Linked DNA regions of Anser cygnoides: region 1 is linked to region 2. A link is a contact called in public Hi-C data. All regions are on one chromosome and are shown on one strand. Each heading gives the region's core, a stretch centred on a gene start, on an enhancer-like site or on the middle of the called end of the contact. The rest is flanking DNA. Distances are from core to core; before and after follow the strand shown.

Region 1 (3,484 bases), core at 321-2,820, 140 kb before region 2:
AAGCAGCTGCAGGGACCGCCTTCCACCCGCCCTTCTTTATATGCTGCACTCTGAAGTGGAGAGCATGCTTATAATACATTTGTGTACACCACTTGCTAATCCTCACTGGTTGCAGCACTGCTTATGCTGTTTTTCAAAGTCATCAATTTACTTCCACAGACAAAAATTCTGTAGTTTATTGTCAGGAATATTTCCAGAGCTTTATTAAAAAATATTGACTGCCAAACATAGTGACTTTTGCTCCTTTCATGTCATGTTCACTAGTAACATGGATTCCAGTGCACACAATATGACTTGGCTAAGTTTTTTGAAAAAATTACAGAATAATTTCCCTCAGGTGCTATCATTTCTCCAGTACACAACCACCTGAATTTAGTATGCACCATCTCGCTCCTTCTGCCCCCACACAGAACAAAAGACCATTATTTCTCATCTTGTGTGCTACAGGTTGCAGAGCCTTGCTTCTTTTGGAAGCACAGCGTATCTGCCATGAACAAATTAGAGTTTAAAGTGATGATGGCTTTCGTTTCAACATGACAGATGACTCCAGTGTGGGAAGCTTTTAGGGTCACGGCAGACAAGGTGCTGATTGCAGGCTTTTAGTCCAGCGCTATGGCAGAAAGGGCTGAGGCAATCCTTGGATACATCAATTTTTCTCCCCGTAATAAACCTTCCCCATCTGGGAAAGGCCCAGACGCGAGGTACCCGCAGCACCACAGGCATTTTGGTGACGACCTCCACCCTCAGACCCCCGCCTGCCCCGACCGGCGGCGGGCGGCACCCCCGTCCCCCCATCCCCACCCCAAGCCCCCCCGGCCGCCGTTACCGACCACTTGGTAGAGCGAGGTGACCAGGACGCCCAGCGTGGCGAACACCATGCCGAGGGCGCTGAACTTGACGTCGTAGTAGGAGTTGAGGAAGACGCCCAGCGTGATGGGCACCTGCGGGCGAGAGGCGGCGCCGGGCGCCTCAGCGAAGGCACCCCGCGACAGGGCCGCCCCCGAAGCCCCCCAAAACCTCCCCGAACCCCCCAAAACCCCCCCGCAGCCCCCTCACCAGCGTGAGCTTGATGCGCAGGGGGAAGGTCTTGCCGTAGGCCAGGCTCTGGATGGCCACGATGACCGGCGTGGTCATGGCCTTGGCCAGCTGGTAGGTGCCGATGGTGTTGCTCTGCAGGGAGAGGTTGGTGAAGACGACGAAGCCGCAGAAGCTGAGGGCCAGGGGCAGCACCTGGGCGGGCCGCAGGCTCTTGGGGGCGAAGGCGCCGAGCGCCTGGCAGAGGTAGAGGCCGAGCCAGGTGATGGCGAAGTGCACCAGGGTGAGGCTGAGGTTGGGGAAGCCCAGCCGCACGTACAGCCACTTGTTCAGGAACACGATGCAGATGGAGGCGGCCAGGTTCACCAGCAGCCCCGCCGCCAGCCGGCCCTGCGCCGGCACCCAGCCCATGGCGCGCGGCGGGGCCGGCACCGGCAGCGGCGGCGGGGACCGGCCGCAGGGACCGGCGGCGGGGACCGGCGGCAGCGGCAGCAGCGCCCCGCCGAGCCCAGCCCAGCCCAGCCCCGGCCGCCGCCGCCTTCCCCGCCCCCGCGCCACGTGGCCCCGCGCCTTCCGGCGGCGCCGCCCCCACCGGGGAGACGGGGACGGGCCCCGTCAGCCGGCGGCCTGCGCTCCGCGGCCGTAAGGGCCCTGTGAGGGGCGGCTGAGGGAGGTGGCGGCGCGCGGTCTGGAGAAGGGGAGGCTCAGGGGGGGCCTCAGTGCTCTCTGCAGGTACCTGGAAGGAAGCTGTGGGGAGCTGGGGGTCGGCCTCTTCTCACAGGTGATAGGACAAGAGGGAACGGCCTCAGGTTGCGCCAGGGGGGGCTCAGGTTGGAAATGAGGAGACATTTCTTCTCAGAAAGAGCAGTCAGGCACTGGGACGGGTTGCCCAGGGAGGTGGTGGAGTCACCGTCCCTGGGGGTGCTCGAGGGAAGGTTGGACGTGGTGCTTAGGGACATGGTGGGTGACATTGGTGGGAGGACAATGGTTGGACCAGATGATCTTGGAGGGCTTTTCCAACCTTAACGATTCCACGCATCCTCACCCCTTTTCCACTGAACCTTTGCACATTCTCCTACTGCTGAATAATGCTCTGGAGGCAGCGCTTCAGCACAGAGCAAGCACGTTAAGGAGGTTCACACTCTCCCCATACACACAGACAGGGTAGATTAGTATGAACACAGTGTTTGTTTGAAAACCACTTTTATTAGAAAAAAATACAAAAGAGGGCCATAACAAATATCCTCTCATGTTGGTCAGAATCTTTCAAGTTCATAAATTAAAGCTGAGGTGTTTTTCTTTAACCAAAGATCTGAACAGCTTAACTGATGCATGTTTTTGTTCTTGAAATCGATGTGTCTAGACTTTATGTTCAAAAGTCTTTGCAAGTATCTACACAAAAATCTATGACTGAATTTCATATCCCAGTGGATCGAGGTCCTGGTCCAGAAGCATCAGAGAAGATTCCCTCAGCTTCTGTAGAAGTTTTCTGAGTTCTTCTTTTGAAAACACCTAAAAATAAAAAATAAACAATTGAGTTGTATTTTTGTACAATGAACTGCACTGATAGCAAAATAAATGGTGGTTAACTGAGTTACACAGTGTTTTCATGTCTTTTTCATTTAGGACAGTGTCCACAACAGACATTTCGGAATGGCATTTATTAAAGGACTGGAAGCTAGTGGCAGTATTCAAAACCTGCAAGTAATGTCAAGACAATTCTGTCTTATAACTAGTACAAACATTATTGGGAAGCAGCCCAGTTTAATTTTCCTGTTACTGCTGCACATATTAAGCCAATCCATGCAAATGCATCACAGTATTTTTCTTAGCGTTGATGGTTCTCATCAGGTTTCTTTTTTTTTTGGGGGGGGGGGGGGGGGGGGGGGGAGGGGGCAGGGAGGGGGAGGGAGCAGGGGACATTGTGCCTTTTTTGGTGATATATTTTGGGGGGATTGTTTTTCAGGGTCTTGGAGGGAGAGGTTAGGTAAACCAAGTACTCCAAAATGAAAGGTGCTTATAAAATGTTCTGAAATGTAATGGAAAATAAAATTGTAACTGTTTTTTTTACAGCTCAACTTATATCAATAGCCCTCATCCAAAAATTAGTAACTGCACTACTCAGAAAAACTGAGTTGTCATCTTCAGTGATGATGAATTTCAAATTTAATTCCTAGATTGCTTTCAGTCAGCACACAAAGAAACCCTTTACTACTGCAGCGAATGGGAAGAGATGAAGAAACTTCGGATGTTAAGTAACATATGGTATCTTCCTTTCTGAATAGAAGCTTTGCCCACAGTCAACCCACAGAAGTTTTAATTGGAAGCCAAGCTGTCTAGAGCTCTCAGTAACTCACCGTATAAAGCTTGTGTCGCTCAGAAGCGACCATGTCAGCCAGTCTCAGGCACTCCTGATATTGTCCAGTACTGTGTAACACCGTGTGCAGTA
Region 2 (3,488 bases), core at 342-2,841:
AGACCAATTACCAATGGATGTACATTACATCAGTCCCAGCTAACTTATTTTCCAGAAAACTCTCTAGGCTTTGGGACAAATTATTTTCCTTCTTTTCAGTGCAATGACTTTGTGAATATGCTGTAACTTTTTCTGCACATGGACTCATTTTTATGATTGCATTATTTATTCAGCACTGACATGAAAATATTCTTAGCAGCCTAAGCATTTTAGCATTCTTACATCATATTATCTTGAATAACTGTGTGTTCAGTAATGCATATACATTGAACTTGAAGTAGCTAATATGCATCAGCAGTGATAAAGGGCATCAGGTAGCTCAGTGGTTGACATATTTACAGAAATACTTCCTCCACATCAGCTAAAGCTATCTCTTAGCTATAAGGAGGAGATAAAAAACACAATTTAAAGGAATCAATGCATGTAGATGAATATGTATTCCATCATTTCAGGATAATTTATTTTGCTTTATCTTAAAAAAAAATAGGGAAGACATCGTTAAGAAATATAATACTCAGCATTTCAGGGCGATGTGGTGTCATGTTATGTTTTTGGATTAAAGATTCAAACCCACCTTTGAATCCAGACAGCCCCAAACCATCTATAAATATATTATTACAGCTTGGCTAATTGGAAAACACCCTATAAATATACTGAAATTATGTTTGGCTTGGTTTCCATACATATCAAAGAAGAGGGATTCCTGGCAAACCTGGAATCTATGTTGAACAACAAGTTTGCCAGCTGGATTTTCATATTCTATAACAAGTTTATGCATTATTTTAGAAAATGTACTGAACTAGACCTGATTGAAAACAAACCATTGTAATAACAAAACAAACTAGTTCATTTGGTGGACCTAATGGTTTCGAGTGTAATCAGTCAATAAATTCTAACAAAATTATTGTCTTGACATTCATTAACAAAGAGGTGCGGAACTCAGAGATGCTAGCAGGGCAGCACATCCCTCACGGTTTGGCAGTTTATGTTGCAGAAAAACATTTTGCCTTGCTGACAGGCTTTCTGACCGACGCTCTCCTCTCACGCCTCAACAGTGAAACTTGTTGCTCGCCTTTTATGCGGGCTCTGATCGGATCTAAACTGCAGTTCAGTCACTGCACTTGGCTTGGGATCACTCTTCCAACGTCTAACAGGCTGCTTTGGAGAGACAGAGATGGCAAAGCCCTCGCTCAAGCAGCTTAGGCTGTGCTGGAGAACAGCAACAGGCTGCACCAAGCAGTCAGACAGGGAGAGTCAGCAGCAAAGGGCAGAGGGAGTACACACTGCCTAAGCCATTTTGCTTAATATTTCTGATTTTTTTTATTTTATTTATTTATTTTTTTAAACCCTCTCGTTAATTCAACGTAGCTAAAGAGTGGGTGTCGAAGGGAGATCAGCCGCAGAAGCGATCCCCGCAGGAGGATATGGCCCAGAAGATGGATTAGGATCTCCTGACGGCAGGCGGTGCGCCGGGAGGGCGGCTGAGCCGAAGGCACGGCAGCCCGCACACCGCCGCTCGGCCTCCGGGAAGGCAAGGGAACTTATTTTTCCGCCAGCAGAACCCCTTGGCAGCTTCGGCCAGACCTCCCGGGGCCGCCACAGCAGCAGCAAAACCACGCCGTGCCGCTTTTGGGCCGAGGGGCTCGGTGGGCAGCAGGCAAGATCTCAGCAAGTCGCGGGACCAAGATGGCCCCCGCGGGCAGCGCCCTGAGGGGAGGCGGTGGCCGCCCGGCCCCGGCCCATGGCGCTCCCCGCCCCCGTTGTGCAGCCGCCGCGCAGGCGCCCGGTGAAGGGGGCCGGCGGCTCTGCTGGGGCAGCGGCGGCGTTGGAGGCGGAGGGCAGGCACCCAGCGCTCCGCCATGCCCGTGCGCTTCAGGGTGAGGCGACGAGGGGGTGCCGGGGCGGCTGGGGGCGGCAGGCAGGCGGCGGCGGTGAAGGGCCCGGCGCGGCCCGGCCCGGCCCGGCGGGAGGAGCGGCCGCGGGAGCGGGGGAGCCTTGTGCTAAGGGAAACCGGCCCCAAAAGGCAGAAAGAGCGCCGTTGTGGGCGTGGAAGAAGTTATTTAAAGCGTGATTTTGCATGCTTTTTGTATGCGTGAAGCTGTTCCACGCTTGTTTTTTTTTTTTTTTTCCTCCTGCTGTTCGGAGGGTAGTTTTTGGTCTCTGTAGGGTTTGGTTTGGGAGGTGAAGAGCAGCCTCCTACTTTTAAGTGTTTCCTGCAGACGTCTTTTGAGGTGTTTCCTCTCAGATTGCATACCCACAGGTGCTAGAAGCGCGGCAGGCATCACTCATTTGACAGATACCTCTCTGTTTGCTGCAGGGCTTGAGCGAATATAAGAGAAACTTCAGATGGAAAACCCCAGAGTTGTGTAGCCCAGCTCAAGAGCAGAAGTCCGGGTGGGCAGGACTTCGGTCGGATCAGTTAGGTAAGCGTCCCCAAAACTGCCCCTCGAGTGCAAAACCCAGCACCACCCAAGTCAGCCCTGACGAAGATCAGCCTTAGGTGCCGTGGGTCTCGAGAGGCTTGCTGTGGTGGGGTGTGCGACCACAGCAAACCGGTAACATTGGCAGTTTGGACTCTTTACGCAATTGAAATTATATTCCTAGTTACTATTTGTAGGAATGCGTGTTTGAATGCCATCTTTCTTCAGGCTACACTGAAACTTTGTTTTAATGTTAGTGCTATTTATACAAAACCTCAAAAACGTGGTTTCTGATGTGCAGCATAAACTAAATCCCAAACATGAAGCACAGGTGCAGTGTTAACCCATACAGAGCCCGTAGAAGGATGCATTGGTTTACCTATGGTACATAGAACCACTAAGTAATTTTTTTTTATTAAGAAAAGACTAATTTGATCAAAGTCTAATATAAAGTAAAATTGTTAGGAAGACTTACCCATGGCAGCTGACTAGGACAAACAAAAAAGATGGACATTAAACGGCAAAGCTTGTGATGCTGTAGTCTGGGATTTAGTGTTCTAGATGTTATCCTGGCAGGGAAATGTGAAATTGAAAAGTAGGAGAGAAAGGAAATAGCGTCTGGATTGGAAGACCCATTGAGAGTTGAGGAATAGGAGTAAGCTGTAGAGTGATGACAACTGGCAGTGCATTGAAAAGGAGCATTAAAACAATACAAATTATTGTAGTGGCACAAAGCAGATTAACAGAGTTGTGCAATTCAGTGCAATCACACTATGCAGTCTGTGTAATTGGAGTCCAATATATTCATTAGACGATACAATAAGTGATCTCTATTATGGCCTAGTAATTAAGAACCAACTGCTGGAAGTATGGTTTGTTTTCGACCAAAATTCTAGACATTTCAGTAAATAATTTAATTTTGCCAAAGATTTTACTTGTATATTACTGCTTTCTTTGTTACAGCAAGATACGTCTTTCTTTAACCTTGCTTTCCTTGCACATGCCTGTAGGTGCGGGTACCTGTATTTAAGAGAGTAACTTCCACAAATTCTGAAATGCAGACATATC

The links. Hi-C and Micro-C count contacts between places; a contact is called where the count stands out from the background.
Region 1: a Hi-C map of liver shows a contact between it and region 2, with 5 times the contacts expected there. The contact joins the promoter of SLC35E3 here to the promoter of MDM1 in region 2. A contact is called at or near these places in 2 of 7 Hi-C or Micro-C datasets (both in liver).

What each region holds. Positions count from the first base shown.
Region 1 is chr1:38,663,816-38,667,299 of Taihu_goose_T2T_genome, reverse strand. SLC35E3 (solute carrier family 35 member E3) reads right to left here and starts at 1,570. Exons shown (of 5, transcript XM_066992816.1): 1 at 1,057-1,570; 2 at 831-941. The coding sequence starts at 1,446. NUP107 (nucleoporin 107) reads right to left here. Exons shown (of 28, transcript XM_066992781.1): 27 at 3,393-3,484; 28 at 2,222-2,547. The coding sequence ends at 2,440.
Region 2 is chr1:38,521,291-38,524,778 of Taihu_goose_T2T_genome, reverse strand. MDM1 (Mdm1 nuclear protein) reads left to right here and starts at 1,591. Exons shown (of 14, transcript XM_048065430.2): 1 at 1,591-1,877; 2 at 2,318-2,423. The coding sequence starts at 1,860. It overlaps LOC136790168 (a long non-coding RNA gene), which reads left to right. Exons shown (of 3, transcript XR_010829610.1): 3 at 1,369-1,508.